4 separate regions of the Mus musculus genome follow, and regions 1, 2 and 4 are each linked to region 3. Evidence: chromatin contacts called from public HiChIP or PLAC-seq and promoter capture Hi-C data. All regions are on one chromosome and are shown on one strand. The core of a region is the stretch at or near the end of the contact, and the rest is flanking DNA. Distances in the headings are between cores, read along the strand shown.

Evidence for each region. Promoter capture Hi-C pulls out the DNA fragments that hold promoters and counts their contacts. HiChIP or PLAC-seq counts read pairs in DNA pulled down with a chosen protein or histone mark.
Region 1: a contact with region 3 is called in a promoter capture Hi-C map of embryonic stem cells. The contact joins the enhancer-like site here to the promoter of Galnt9 in region 3. A contact is called at or near these places in 1 of 39 promoter capture datasets (embryonic stem cells), 3 of 484 Hi-C or Micro-C datasets (cranial neural crest, embryonic stem cells and nephron progenitors), 5 of 115 datasets of contacts at active chromatin or transcription factors (SST interneurons, double positive thymocytes and embryonic stem cells) and 2 of 9 other capture datasets (liver and pancreatic islet).
Region 2: a CTCF HiChIP or PLAC-seq map of the NIH/3T3 cell line shows a contact between it and region 3, with 13 read pairs. The contact joins the enhancer-like site here to the promoter of Galnt9 in region 3. A contact is called at or near these places in 15 of 39 promoter capture datasets (the 3T3-L1 cell line, the C10 cell line, the HPC-7 cell line and 9 more), 3 of 15 datasets of contacts at CTCF or cohesin (CD8 T cells, the NIH/3T3 cell line and embryonic stem cells), 35 of 484 Hi-C or Micro-C datasets (2-cell embryo, 3T3-L1-derived adipocytes, 8-cell embryo and 18 more), 11 of 115 datasets of contacts at active chromatin or transcription factors (embryonic forebrain, embryonic stem cells, forebrain and 1 more) and 3 of 9 other capture datasets (adipose tissue, embryonic stem cells and pancreatic islet).
Region 4: a contact with region 3 is called in an H3K27ac HiChIP or PLAC-seq map of embryonic stem cells, with 10 read pairs. The contact joins the enhancer-like site here to the promoter of Galnt9 in region 3. A contact is called at or near these places in 2 of 39 promoter capture datasets (the 3T3-L1 cell line and hippocampal neurons), 5 of 484 Hi-C or Micro-C datasets (Sertoli cells, cortical neurons and embryonic stem cells), 5 of 115 datasets of contacts at active chromatin or transcription factors (the SCID.adh cell line and embryonic stem cells) and 1 of 9 other capture datasets (pancreatic islet).

The regions. Positions count from the first base shown.
Region 1 is chr5:110,469,802-110,473,527 of GRCm38.p6, reverse strand. No RefSeq gene overlaps it. Among named protein-coding and RNA genes, the nearest start is that of Fbrsl1, 23 kb to the right of the region's middle. Within about 2 kb of position 1,412, at least 30 of the 459 cell types and tissues checked have an H3K27ac peak or open chromatin away from gene starts, as enhancers often do. A contact at or near this core is called in embryonic stem cells and pancreatic islet, where this site is marked.
Region 2 is chr5:110,637,432-110,641,027 of GRCm38.p6, reverse strand. No RefSeq gene overlaps it. Among named protein-coding and RNA genes, the nearest start is that of Noc4l, 14 kb to the left of the region's middle. Within about 2 kb of position 1,322, at least 32 of the 459 cell types and tissues checked have an H3K27ac peak or open chromatin away from gene starts, as enhancers often do. A contact at or near this core is called in 8-cell embryo, the HPC-7 cell line, the NIH/3T3 cell line and 2 more, where this site is marked.
Region 3 is chr5:110,542,838-110,546,291 of GRCm38.p6, reverse strand. It overlaps Galnt9 (polypeptide N-acetylgalactosaminyltransferase 9), which reads right to left and starts at 1,937. Exons shown (of 11, transcript NM_198306.3): 1 at 1,350-1,937. The coding sequence starts at 1,590.
Region 4 is chr5:110,436,257-110,439,855 of GRCm38.p6, reverse strand. The region is part of intron 1 of Fbrsl1 (fibrosin-like 1); the gene reads left to right. Among named protein-coding and RNA genes, the nearest start is that of Fbrsl1, 10 kb to the left of the region's middle. Within about 2 kb of position 1,830, at least 35 of the 459 cell types and tissues checked have an H3K27ac peak or open chromatin away from gene starts, as enhancers often do. A contact at or near this core is called in embryonic stem cells, where this site is marked.

The sequences.
Region 1 (3,726 bases), core at 163-2,662, 72 kb after region 3:
AACCAAACAAAACCCAGAAAGCATCCTGCAAAATGCCTAAGTGATACCCTTCAAATGATTGGGTTTCCATAAGGCAGCCTGGGAAAACCTAGAGGTCCATGGGAAAGAGGAGCCAGGTCTTATGTGGGATACCTGAAGATACTGGGCTGCTGAGGAGGGAGAGGGTGGGAAGTGGGAATGGGGGATGCAGGCAGTTGAGGGGTAGCAGCAGGCCTTCAGAGCATCGAAGTTGTCTCTGACTCAGTACCCATGGATAAAAGTCAAAATTCTGGCTGTTGTGGAATCCCAGGAATTGGAAGCCAGAGTCTGGGGGTTCAAGGTCACCCTCAGCTAAACAGTGAGTTGAAGCCCAGACAGGGATGACATTAGACCCTGTGTCAGAAAAATAAAGAGGTAGATCAAGAGGACACAGCATGGGAAGGCATCTGTGTCCTGGAGCTCCTTTCCTGCTCCTGTCCCACCCTGCTATCTGTCCCCATCTGGTGCCTGATCTCTCTGACCCCTGTCCATCTGGCTCCTGCCTCCTCTGTCTCCTCCAACCCCTGGCCCTCTCTTGCCCTTGTCTCTTGTCTTCCATTCCCTTGCTCCACAATTCTGTACTTAACACTAACCTAACGTTCCCTGTGCCTCCCCCAACCCTGCCCCCATTTTGATGCTCATTCCTTTATCCCTTTCTAATATCACCCTTGGGGGCACCTTCCTAATACCCGTGAAATATTGTGAGCGAGCTCTCTGGTAGTCCCGAACAGCTGACCCTTTGTATTACATGTGTGCCATTGACAGGTTCCAAGTTCCTCATTTATGTATCCTAAGCAGACTGAGCCCCCATGGGTCAGGGCTTAACCCCATCAAAGCTTTGTTCCATGCAGCCACCCAGGTTCCCAAAGGTTAAACCCAAAGAGGGAGGATCCTAACAGGCCCCAAAGTTAGAGTTCTGATTCAAGGCCCCATGTACGCTGTAATTGAATTCCAGCATCCCCAAGAGGAGCCAGGAAATGTATTCTTGCAGTCTGTGGGGCTGAGCTGACCAGACAGGCACCTTTGGGGGCCTTGTTACTATCAAATGGGGATTTATGGAAGCTAGGGCACTCGGCAGGTGGCCTGGCAGCTGGCTGCCCAGGGCTTTGCTCCAATTAACCTCTCTGGCCACAGCTGTGAGATGCCGGGGCTGGCACAGGACCAGCGGCATGCACCTCTCCTATCCCCAATCTTGCAGTTGGCACTTAGGGTGAAGTGAGTGTCCAGCCCCGGCCTTTTTTTTTTTCCAGGATGACCCCTACTGCACACTACTAATAAAACAGTGGCCAAGGAGAGTGGGAAGGGAGTCATGGAAACTGATCACCTGCTGACTGTTCCCCAAAGGCTGAGCAGAGTAACTCTTGCCAGTGGGTGGAGCAGACACAGAGACAGGCCTAGCAGTAGTTACCAAAGCAACAACCACTTGTTAATGCTTAATGGGGTCACAAGACAGCTGTGGGGCTGCCCCACTGACCCAAAGATCCTTAGAGAGCTCCCCTGGGCTTGCGGGCAAGAGGACAGACAAGGTCTAACTGTGTCTGTTTCTGTCTCCTGAGAACGGTAATGTGCCCTTCCAAACCCTCTGAAAGAGTCTGAAATGGGGAGGCTGGAAGGAAGACTGGCCTGGAAAACTCTATGTAGCTCATGCTGGCCAAGCCTAGCTGTTCTTTGTTTTGTTTTGTTTTTGTTTTTGTTTTTTAAAGAAAGATTGCCACGAGAAAGACACAACAGAAAAAGAAGAAAAAGGGGATTAAAAAGAAAAGTTGCCACTGTATAGACCTGGCTAGCCACCAACTCTCAGCAATATCTTTTTTTGTTTGTTTGTTTGTTTGTTTTCGAGACAGGGTTTCTCTGTGTAGCCCTGGCTGTCCTGGAACTCACTCTGTAGACCAGGCTACTGCCTCCCAAGTACTGGGATTAAAAGAGTGCGCCACCACTGCCGGCTTCTCAGCAATATTCTTGCCTCAGCCACGGGGTTAGGGTTAAGTCTCAAACCCTGGGACAAAAGGCTGAGGTGCCTATTTAACATATCAAAGTGGACCTGGCCACCAGGTTCTCCCAGCCTCAACCAATTACTCAAGGCTTGTATACCCTGCCCCCTTCTCTAAACCTTTCTCCAGCCCAAGATCCTCTGGGCTGCCCTTCCCCCAGCTGCCCTTCCCTATATACTCTGGCCATTTTGGCTATTCCTCCTCTTTGGGCCTCCTAGCCACTATACCTAGTTCCTCTCCTTCCCCTCTCCCTTCCTCTTCTCACATAGCTCAGGGTTATAACCACTCTGGAATCTCCCAGATGTGTCTACCTCTACCTATGTTCTTCCCTCTATCTACAACAAATTTTCTCCACCATACCTAAGAACAGTCACATTCTTTCTTTTTTGTTTCCTCTTCTTCCTTCCTTCCTTCCTTCCTTCCTTCCTTCCTTTCTTTTTCTTTTTCTTTGTTAGGATTACAGAGATGTATCCAAATTCAGCAATGTTCTTTGGAATTTGTCTCAAAGAGCCAAGTCAAGGGGCCCTGGCAGAAGCCCTTAAATCTTACCTATTGAAACCCTCAAAATGTGGCCTCATTGGGAAAATCCCAGGTACCATTATGCGATGTCTCCATTCTTCAAGACAGGGTCTCTCTGTATAGCCTTAGCTGTCCTGGAAAGCTCTCTGGAGACACAGAGATCCACCTGCCTCTCCCTCCCCAGGGCTAGGATTAAAGGTGTGCCTAGGGGATGGCATTGGACAGACAGAGGCAGTGGATCTACATAGTAAGTTCTAGGACAGCTAGAGACCCTGTCTCAAAACAAACCAACTGAAAGTATCCATAGGTCAGCCAGGGTTAGGACAGGCTGGGAACCAAGGTCCGGTGCTTTTATCAGAGGAGGTGGGAGAAGGAAGACCTTGAGGAACAGAAGAGATAAGGGTGGCCAGGCCACAAGCCCTGGAGCCTCTGGAAAGCAAGAGAAGGGAGAATGGCCTAGGGACACAGCAGGCATTGAAGTCCTTTTAGGGTAAAATGTTAAGGGGGTGGAGGGATGAATTACTAAAATGCAAAACTATTCCCCTACTCCCACTTGCTAAAGTATTGACTAGCCAGTGAAGGGCACCAGTGCTGGCATTCTGTCTAGGCTATGTCCTACAGTTTCCTGGCAACAGCCAGGTGCACCTGACTCACTATAAAAGGAGCTGCTTGCCCCCCCCTCTTTCTTGCTCCCTTGCTTCTGCTCCCCCCCTCTCCCCATTCCCCTTCCTCCCCTCTCTCTACATGTTCATGGCCGGCCTCTACTCCTTTACTCTCTCTCTCTCACTTCCTCTCTGTCTCTATGCCCTCAACTCCCTTCCCCATGTCCTGAATAAACTCTATTCTATACTGGTCCCTCAAGGGATGCCTCAGCATGGGCGCACAGAGCCCCCCCCTGCCCCCCCCCACCTGACTGCACATCCACCAAACATATTCCTTCTCCTTATAGTTTTCTAAAACACAACAACCAACTGTGTCTCTAGCAATAGTCACGGTTCTACCCCTGTGGGGTTCCACAAGGTACTTTGCAACTTCATGGCACCCAACCACAGGTCACACACCAGATTCCACTCCCAGCATAAAGGCTGAGGAGAGTTCTCCTCTGCTTAGCTTTAATAGAAGAGACCTGTTTGTCTCCCAGATTTTTTGGTACCTATACCAGTAAGTCTTTGCTTACACTTAGCAATCAAGGCCTAAC
Region 2 (3,596 bases), core at 73-2,572, 95 kb before region 3:
GACTTTCTTACTAATGGATCCAATGTACTTCTTTCCACAGATAAAGACAACCTTTGGAAAAAGTCAAGGAATGTTTCTTTTAGACCTTGCTTGGCCTGAAAAAAAAAAGGTTCAAGTCTTTCTACTCTTTCTGCGACTTCGTCTCAAGCATTTAAGGCTGCCTTAGCACATAACATCAAGCTTTCATCATATTCAGCGTCTACTTCTAGCTCAGCAAAATGACCTTCCCCAAGCAGCAGAACTTCAGAAATATTCTTACCTCTGGCTTTATTTTGTTGGGCTATCTCCTTTGCTTCTTCTCTCCACCACAAGCACCATTATAAAGGTGACCCGGGTTCTCATATTGCTTTTACCACATCCTTCCAGTCTTTTTGTTTTTTTCGAGACAGGGTTTCTCTGTGTAGCCCTGGCTGCTCTGGAACTCACTCTGTAGACCAGGCTGGCCTCGAACTCAGAAATCCGCCTGCCTCTGCCTCCCAAGTGCTGGGATTAAAGGTGCGTGCCACCACCGCCCGGCTGCAGTCAGTGCTCTTAACCACTGAGCCATCTCTCCAGCCCCTGTGCCAATATTTCTCTAGCGCTTGTATCTCTGTCATCCTGGTGTTTTGTTCAACCTAATAATATCTTTTTGTAACCTCTCCTCCAAAGCTTGCCCCCATGCCTCAGACTTCTCCTTTTGTTGCTCCTCCTGTTCCTTAAGTGTCTGCACCCCCTGCTCAGAGCTCCCCTTCACCTTATTTTTTCTTTATGTTGTAATCCTGATATTGTGATGTCTATTTTATTTTGACTGATTAATTTTAGAAGATTCTCCTCCAAGTCTCACTTCCAATTCTCATTTCTTCTTCTCTGCTGCTCATTCTGACCTGTGAAATTTTGCATTCTTTGTTCTAGCATCTTTTCCAGCTCCTGTCTCTAACCTTCATGTTCCTCTCTCTGTTATCTTGACCAATAGAATCCTGTACCTTTCGTTCCAGATTTTCCTCTAGGCTGTATTCATTTTCTTCTCTCTGTTGCTTAGCATGACCTACAAATTCCTTTAGTTCTTGTGTTTTCTTTAGGCTGTATTGCCCAGTCTTTTCTTTTTTTCTTTTCTTTCAGTTTTTCAAGACAGGGTTTCCCTGTATAGCCCTGGATGTCCTGGAACTTACTCTGTAGACCAGGCTGGCCTTGAACTCAGAAATCCGCCTGCCTCTGCCTCCCAAGTGCTGGGATTAAAGGAGGTATCTAATTTTTGTGATTGTCAATTTTGAATTCTCAGTACCTGATCTGGAGCTTCTTGTACCTTTGTCTCCCCCTGGTGTTCGATTCAGGACATTGCAGTCCTCTCGGAATCTTATTCGCAGGAAGTGGGTGGTGGTGGCTAACTGTAGAAAGACGTGGGACTTCTGAGCCTCTCTCTGGCTTTTGTTTGGGTTGCAGTCGGCAGCATGTGCACTGATTTCAGGCAGCTTGCAGTCGGGAGAGCAGGTCTGGCTGTTCCGTGTCCAGTTTAGACGTGGGGGATACAGGAAAAGCGAGCGCAGGAAGGCCTGCTCGGGGTAGAGATACCCAGATCAGCCAGCTGTGCCTGTGAGAGAAAGCTTTGGAAAGTTAGATTTTGGTTTTTTGTATTGTGTGTGTGTGTGTGTGTGTATGTGTGTGTGTGTGTGTGTGTGTTTTCAGTTGTTGATCCTCAGCTGTGAAGACTGCAGGCTGCTTCTCAGGCAGTCGTGCCCCAGGGTCCTTGGTTCTTCTGTAGGCGCAGGGACCCCCCCCCCCCCAAACCATGTTATGGCGCTGCCTATGTCCAGCTCAGGGCAGGGGCGCTGCCACTGGTTGCTGAGGTTTGCTTGGGGTTTGGAGAGGGAGCCTCAGTCTGTAGACCCCTTAGACCCATTTGGTGTTTAATTTCCATCCTGGTGCACCTTTAGAGATCAGCCCTAGTTATTTATATGGGGCTGAGGGGAGTGGATTGGGAAAATCTAATATACTACTAACTTATTCCCCAGCTATGAGACCCCTTGTTGCTTGCGGCTTCTCCCAGCCATGCGGTTCTGGCCCATTATGGCTTCCTCCTCCTTCTTCCTCTGTCCTCTTTCCCCTTCTTCCTCTGCCTCCTACTCCCTCTCCAGTCCCACCTTTTCCCCTCCACTGCCCAATCACAGGCTCTAGCCTTTTATTGGCAGTTAAAATGGGAGGTCAACATGGTATCACCTGAGGACGAGGTAGTCTGCTGGGTGGGGTGGGGTGAGGAGACTCTCTCGAGGAACCAGTACTAACATTTGAATACAAACAGTGTGTGTGTTTTCTACCTTATGTGACCATGAAGCAGGAGGCCCTCACTGAGGGCATCTTGACTGTGAATTTCCAGATCGTTAATTTGTTTTTCCTAGTTAGTATTTCTCAGGTATTCTGTTATGACTACACAGGCAGAGGAGAGGCCTCTCTGCTTGAGTCTTTTTTTTTTTTAAAGATTTATTTATTTTATTTATATAAGTACACTGTTGCTATCTTCAGATACACCAGAAGAGGGTATCAGATCCTATTGCAGATGGTTGTGAGCTACCATGGGAAGAGCAGTCAGTGCTCTTAACCACGGAGCCATCTCTCCAGCCCCCTCTCTTCTTGAGTCTTAGAGGAATGAATATAAGGGGCTCACTGCAGCCCCATCTACTGAGTAGTTATTGTGCGTTAACAAGTCTCCCTTTTCAATGTGCAATGGCTTCACCTTATGACTCTTCTCTTCCTCCTCGTCCTTTCTTCTTTGTCCCTCCTGTCTTCTACCTAGAGATGCAAATACTTCAGGCAATCGAGTCATACTCACAAGTAATGAATCCCATGCCCGAAGGGAGGTGGAGACACTTGAGCATCTAATTGGCACTTAGCAAATTTGCTATAGGGACGAAGATGTCAGTGACATACTTCCCAAATAACAGCCATGCTTGGTGCTTTGGCAAACATCCCCAGCTAAAAATGACTGCCCCACTAGAGGTTGGGGTACATGGATGCTCCCTAGGGAACTTCATCTGTTCTCAGGGTCTCACCTCTAGGTCAGTAGCTGCTAGAAAAAGCTACACTCTTACCATCACAGAGCCAAGCTGCTAGCTCAGGAATACCTTCTGTAGTCTGTGCCTGTGTCCCTTCTAGTACAGTGGCCAGAGTGCAAATTGCTTTGGAACTGAATATACAAAGTACAACAGCATTTATTCTACAGCTGGGCTGGCTTGGTGGACACAGATAACTCTTTTTAAAATAGCTTCCTAGGTCAGGGCTGGGTCCCCCTGAGGTAGGAACCTCTGTAGCAGCTGCTGGCTGTCTACTCAGACCTAGAAGGCTGTGGCTGGCATCCAACCATAAGGAGATCTAGGGGCAGCTGAGTGACAGCCATAAGCAGGCCTTGCAACCATCAGAAGAGGCTGGTCACTATTCCCACTTAGGAAACAAGTCAGCAGGCTTGGTTTTAGCCGGTGACAGTTACCAGAGCCTGTTCCCTCTCTGGTGAGATCGGCTACCTGTTCTTAATTCTCTGGGGTCAGTGTCCCCCTGAAGGGCCTATTCTCCCATCTCCCTTTACCATCCATTGCTTTCTGAGCTGTGGTGACAGTGAACCCTAGGCC
Region 3 (3,454 bases), core at 688-3,187:
GACCCAGCGTCTTCCAGAAGATGAATCACACTTGGTGGCGAGGCCAAGCCACTGCTCCAACTCAACTTTCTTCCTCTGAGCCTTCAGCTGAGTGGCTGATGGAGAAGCCACAGGGCTGGTCAGGATGGCTAGGGGGTCCAGGAGCTGCTGGGGGGGGGTTGTTATCTGAGGATACCCGAGCCACCTGGAACCCAGATGGCACTTGCCTGGAACCCAGTTCTCTCAGGAGACCCCAGTGACCCTTAAAACTTTTGACCTGAGCCCTGATGAAGATGCCCACCCAACCTAGTCACTGCCTAGTGAAGCCAGTTCCTAGCACTTGCAGAAAGAGGTTTGCTGGGGCTGTTTCGCAGAACAGAAGCCTGCTGGAGCTGCAGGCATGCACCAATTGTCTCCTTCCTGAAGCCTAACAAAGCTGTCCTTGGGGACAGAGCTGGTGCATTCATCCTACACCCAAAATGTAAAATATTCCATTCCCAACAGCTACAACCATCCACTGTGACCTGCTGTGACAAAGATGCTGAGTTCCCTCTTTTCCTCACAGAAAAGCAAAGAGGTCACCAGAAGCAGAAACTTTGGTGCCTCAGAGGTTCCCAGGCACCCTGACCTCAGTCCACGTGAACACTCCGCTCCTACCCAGTTCTGCTGGACACTTGACTCCATCTCTCCACACAGCACCAGTGGTGCCTTCCGTTTCTCCCACAACAGAACTTTCTGCAGGAGCCCTGAGCATCCTTGAAAGGTGGCTCTCCAGGCCAGAGGTCACACTGTAATAGACAAGACACGCACTGTGCCATGCAGAGGAAGATGGGATCAATCACTTTTAGATGGGCAGTAATCACCCCCTCCTTCCGTATCTCCAGGGAGAGGAGTGAGTCCGGTCTAAACCCACAGCTTGGAAAGGCTCTCTGGGTCCTTGCAGGGAACCTCGGTGTCACCTTCACCCTCACAGCTTTGTAAGGTACCTCTGGTTCCTGAATGTGAACCTAGGCACGGTCTGGACCTCCCTCACTGTGGATCTAGGTATTGCCTGAGCCCCTCACTACCCTTCTGCCAACTCCTCAGAGGCTCTTCCTTGAGAAGTTAGAGTTCTCTTGGGTAGTAACTTTGGAGGCATTATGCGGGAGGCAAGGGACAGTTCCCAAGTGTTCACAGGATGAGTAGATAATGCAGTCGCTCTATTACCGCCGCCCTCTGCCAATGAAGGCCTCCAGCATTTCCTCTACAGGACCCAGGGTAGCTTCCACTCGGGACCCTGGAAGATATTGTGGGATGGGTGTGGACAGCCACTCCTGGATAGAGTAGTGTCCTAACACGGGACCCTGCCTCCCCTCCATCCCGCGGCTCACCATTCAGCTGGTTGTAGACCACCTCCTCCAGATGGTCCAGGCGCTGTAGGATGGCCTCACGGTCGGCCAGAGCACTCGCCTTGGATAGCCGATTGCGCATCCGGCGGTCGGTGCCTCGCACGACCTGCACCAGCGCCTCAGAACGGTCCTGCAGGCGGCAGTACACCGAGAAGAGAATGATGCCCACGAACACCAGGATGTTGACCGTCAGCAAAGTTTTGATCTTCCTGGCCACCGCCATGAGCGCGGCTCGGACGGGGCCGCCTCACCCGCCGGGCATCCCCGGGGCCCCGGGGCCGCAGGAGCCTGGGAGCGGCCGGCCGCGGTGGGGACCATGGGCTGGGCAAGGGCGGGAGCTGTTCTTTCAGCACCACCGCGCGGGCTCCACGAGCCAGGCCGCCGCGACCCGCCCTTCTTCAGCGCGCAGAAACCGTCCGGGGATGCGGGTACAGGGCGCCGCCCGCATAGTCAGCAGGGCCCGCCCGCCGGGAGCTTCCTGGGCCGGGAGGCAGCGCGAGGCCTTAGCTGCTGCGTCCCGCTCCTGCGCGCCCCGATCGCTCCTGCGCGCCCCGCTCCTGTGCGCTCGGCTCCTGCGCGCCCCGCTCCTGCGCGCCCCGAAACCACGGCGCCGGTGCGCAGTGACGCGGCCTGCGCTCATCAGCATGCACGCGGCGCCCGCTGCCCCGCCCGCCGCCCCAAACCGATCCCGCGCGCCACCCCTGGCCAGGATAGGCCCACGTGGAGCGAGGCCCAGGGCGCGGCACCACTCCGAGCTTCAGACCGCCCTCCGCGCCTGGGCTTATTTTAGGGGACAAAACCCAGACTTGACCCCTAGGAACACGAAGCCTTAGGGAACGCCGGTCAGGACTGTGCTGTGGGGTGCACGCTGGGGTGTGGTGAGGTGCCTTTGTGCAGTAATGAGTCAGAGCCACCTAGATTTGCCTGCCCACCGCTCCTTGTCAAACCTAACCTGATTGGTTGCCCTCTTCTGGGACCAAAGGATAAGAAAGGAGAGTAGAGTAGGCTGTAGATTGAGCGATCCTATTGTAGCATCAGGCCAAACAAATAAAGGAAACACAAATCTTGACCAGGTGTCCCAAGTCCTCAGAGTTCAGGTGCACGCTCAGCCAGAAGAAAAACAACAAACACCTGCCCCTCCATCTCTAATTTAGCCCCAAACAAACAGTTGTAGATGAGACTGCTGGGATCAGAGGAGAGATGGCAGAAGTCACACAGCCTGGGCTGTGAGCCTGAATCACACAGACTGTGAGCTTCTCCTTTATACCTGGCTACCACTGAATCTACAGTGCCTGAAATGGTTTCTGACACGTAGCTGGTACTTAGCAAATATTTGTGGAATGAATAAATGATGGAGCATTTCCGAGGAGCTTACTTTGTGGTGGGCTCTGCTCATAGAAGGACAAGGTCTGTGGGACTTTGTAGCTCTTGGTTCAGCATGAGTATTTGTGCATGCATGTATCTCGTGTGTGTGCGCACACATATATCATGTATAAGCATGCACGTTTATGCGTTCACTGTGTATGTGCCCATGTGTTTGCATATGTGTTCATGGATATGTGCTTGTGTCTGTGTTACACATGTGTTTCTGCGTTCGTAACTTTCCTTTGTATATGAATGTGCACATGTACAAAGTGTGTCTGATATGTCTCTACATGTTGTATATGTGTGTGCATATACGTGGGATGTCTTCATAATGTACAAGCACATGAGTAGTATGTGATGTGTCTGCATGTGGGTGCATATATATGCATACATGTGCTGTGTCCTTGTGATTATCCACGTGTGCTATGTGTATGTGATACATGTGTGTGTTTGTATGTTCACAGTGTGCAGTTTCTATGTATATATGTGTGTGTGTGTATGTCCATGTCATATCTGTTCACATTCGGGGGAATGGGTAGAGGCTTTGGCTCTTGGTTCAGGCATTCTTTTCCACACTGTCTTCTCCACAAGCCAATGTGTTCTGTGTAGCTTAGAGACATCCAACTTCTCAGTGGAAGCAGCGGGAATAAAAGCCACACTGCTTCTTTTCTAAGTCTCTCCTTCCTGTCAAAGAAAATGTGGCCTGTGTAGTGACACACACA
Region 4 (3,599 bases), core at 581-3,080, 110 kb after region 3:
TCAGGCATAGGTTCCTAGAGAGTGGCCTTTTGTTCCTGCTTTGTCCCATGTTGGTAGTAACCCTTGCCTTGGCATCTGACCAGCTGACTTCCTGGCTTCCATGGCCAGCTTTTGCATTTTGGCTGTGGTCCTCACTCCTCCTGACATTCCTCATTTTCAAAAGGCCCAGGCTCTTCTCTTTAGAAGCTAGATTTCTCACAGGGATCTTTCTCATCTGCCCTGACCACACTGCCCCATCAGACCCTGCCTCTGGGGGTCCTGTTCCTACTGTATAGGGCTTTGGTTGCCTTTGAGCAGGCTGTTTTGTATGACCTGCCTGTCCCTCTTTCCATGTTGCCAATACACTTAGAACTGGGACTGAATGGCCCAGACCCAGGCAGGGAGGGAGCACAGTGACTGCCCAGAAGGAGCTTCTTTTGATTGAGGTGAGGTGGTGATATTTTTCACTATCCCTAGCTTCCCCCCCTCCTTCATCTGAGATAGGGATTGGCCAAGCAGAGTTGGGAATATTCTTGCTTCTCAAGGCTCCAATTCCAGGGAGTTTTCCTGTTACCCAGGAATAAAATCCACATCTTCTAGGGTTCCAGGAGCACCATGAGCCTTTTCTCAGGGCTCTACACATCCCCCAGCAGTACAGCCACTGTCTCCAAGCTCCTAGGAAGAGGCCCTTTGCCCCCCAGCCTTGCCAGCCAGGAGTAGCCAGGAAGTCTGTGAACTGCTTGGGAAAACCTTCTTCCTGCTCTGGGCCTTAGTTCCTTATCTGCAGGGAGGGTAATGAGGCAGCATGTCCTTCTTCTCCCTGCCAGCCACTGGACACTAGGATGAGAGACCTGTGACGAACATGCTTAGGCCCCTCTGAGTCTGCCTTTCAGACTCAGTCTATCCCAGGTAGACACTGCTGGACCACAACTTGCTGTGGACTCCAGTGCAGAGAGGAGAGCAGGCCCTTTCCCCTTCTCGACCCATTTTAGTTCTCGTAGATCCTTGCATATCCCTGGCTTGTGGCATCAGAAACATCCAGGCTGGCTTCAGCTGCCCCTGTACTGCAGAAGAGGCTTTGGGGACATCCTGGATGACAGCTGAATAGCAGCTGTGCTGAAGCTTGGAGGGGCCTGGAGTGTGGCAGAAGTCAGACGTGAGGTGTGTCTTCCCAGGGCTTAGAGGAGAAGATGGCTTGTTGGCCTGCCTTGTCTCTGGCTAAAGAGGATAGGCCAGGAAAAGTGACTTAGGGGAGACTGCCCCTCAGGGGTATGGACCTCATAGGAGAGCACTGAGGGTCCAGTCTATCCTGACTAGGGCAGAGGGCCTTGAAGGCCACCACTCCCAGGATATCCTAGAGCTTGTATCAGCCATATGCAAGGGGTCTTCTGCCCTAGAGTCCCAAACCTTCTCTTCTTTCCTGCCTTTGCCACAACGGTTGAAATTTGTTTCTGCTCTGGGACCACTTTGTTCATCTGGGTTCCCACTCCTTTTAACTGTCCTCACTCAAATCTCCATAATTTCTTGTTTTTAGGGCCGTGGAAAATTCTGTGTCTAGAGTACACAGACTCTACATCCTCACAGAGAGTGGCCCCCAGTAGGCCTTGTCAGACCTGAGATCCCATAGGTCCCTCCTACAAGTGCTCTCCTTTCTAGCAAATTGCTAGCTATCTATAGGGCATCTTCCTCATTGACCTTGCTCAGTCCTCACAGCAGCTCAGAGGGGAAAAAAATGCCCCACAAAAAAAAAAAAAATGGGATCAGAGAACAAGGCTGTAGTCTGTCTGAACGGACCATGGCCTTTCAACAGATTGGAGCTGAAAGGAAGGAAATGTTAGACTGTGGATGCGTTGATTGTGGAGACGGATTTCAAAACTATTGCCCAGGCCAGCAAAATGGACATGAGCTTGTAAAGGGTCACACACAGCTGGTAATAGCAAGGTGCGGACCCCAAGCACTTAGCTCTCTAGGGTTGGTCTATTGCTATGTATTGCAATGCTAAATTCTAACGGCCTAGGCCTAGGTGTAATTTACAAGCTTTTCTTATGCAAATGTTGTTCCTTTATTTAAAACTATTGATTAATTGCGTGGGGAGGAGCACCCTCTGGAAGGCTGGGGGTGGGGTGGGGAAGAGGAATATGATGTGGAACTTTGGGAGCAGGACAATGACTGGAATGTAAATAAATAAAAAACAGGAAAAAAAGTCTATTGGCTAAAGATTAAATAAAATTAGCTACAGCCAATTACTGGAGGGATTAGAGGTAGGTAGGTTTGGATTAACCTGGATGGAGGAGGAGAACTGAGGAGGAGGAAGCAAGCCACCACGGAGGAGAGGAGAGAGCACACGGCCTGGAGAAACAGCAAGTATCTGGGATATACTGCTGGGGAGGTGGCCAGGCCAGCAGTTGGAAAGTAGATTAGGGGTTATTAAACACCCCCCACCCCTGCCCCTGTAATTGTCAAAGCCAAATAAAATAACCGTAGTCTGAGTCATTTATTTGTAAGCTAGTTGGGGATAAGCTTAAATTGCATTTTTACTACAAGTGGCCTGCATGTCTAGTTATAGCTCCTCCCTGAATAGTACTGCTAATGTCAGTGCTTCGTACCTTCTTGCACCTTGTTTAGATAGAGCAAGGTCTGCTTTATTTCCAGGTGACCCTCTGCCTAGACAGTGTTGTGCATAGTGCAGCCCTGGACTGAGATCTGAAGGGATCGTTCTTTCCTAGAACTTTGGTGGGTGGAATGCTCAAGATACTTTGCTCAGCAGTTGTGGGATGGGTTGGGGCCCACCTTGCTGCTCTGGCCTCCCCAACTTTTCCTAGACTTCAACACTATAGCACTAGCTCTGGAGTAGCATGGTCTCTTTACCTCCCCATATCATGTGGCAGTCCACACTACTTACTTGGCCTATACACTAAAGCCTGCTGGCAACTGGGTAGCGGGTATGGAGGTGATATCCATGAACTTGGACATTTCAGAGATGGTACAATGGCCCAGAGCCTTCTGGAGCAGGTAAGAGGTCATGAGGGTCTGTAGAGATGTCAGGAATATGTGACACAGGTTCTGTAATTCTGAAATTCAGTGGCCATTAGGGAGGGGTATGAGCTGAGGAGAGGAAGATCTGAGTAGGAGAGCTCTCTATTTGCAGCTGGAGAGGCAATTAGATGTCGTGATAGTTGGCACTGCCTACTTGAAGTCAGGACTGCAAGGATCTAGTGTGGTTCATGGGAGTCCTGCCTGCCACCCAGAGAACAAGCAAACAGGTAGGTTCAGCAGGGGGTGAAGTGTAAGGACTGCTGGGATTTTTCTGTAAACGTACTTATTTCCTGTTCATTGGTGTTTTGTCTTTTTTTTTTTTTAAGATTTATTTATTATATGTAAGTACACTGTAGCTGTCCTCAGATACTCCAGAAGAGGGCATCAGGTTTCGTTATGGATGGTTGTGAGCCACCATGTGGTTGCTGCTGAACTCAGGACCTTCGGAAGAGCACTTAACCACTGAGCCATCTCACCAGCCCCCTGGTGTTTTGTCTTTATTGAGGGTCTAGAGTTCCCTGGCTGGAGTTATAGTCAGCTGCGGTGATCTGCCATGTGGGTGCTGGGAATTGAATCCAGGTTCT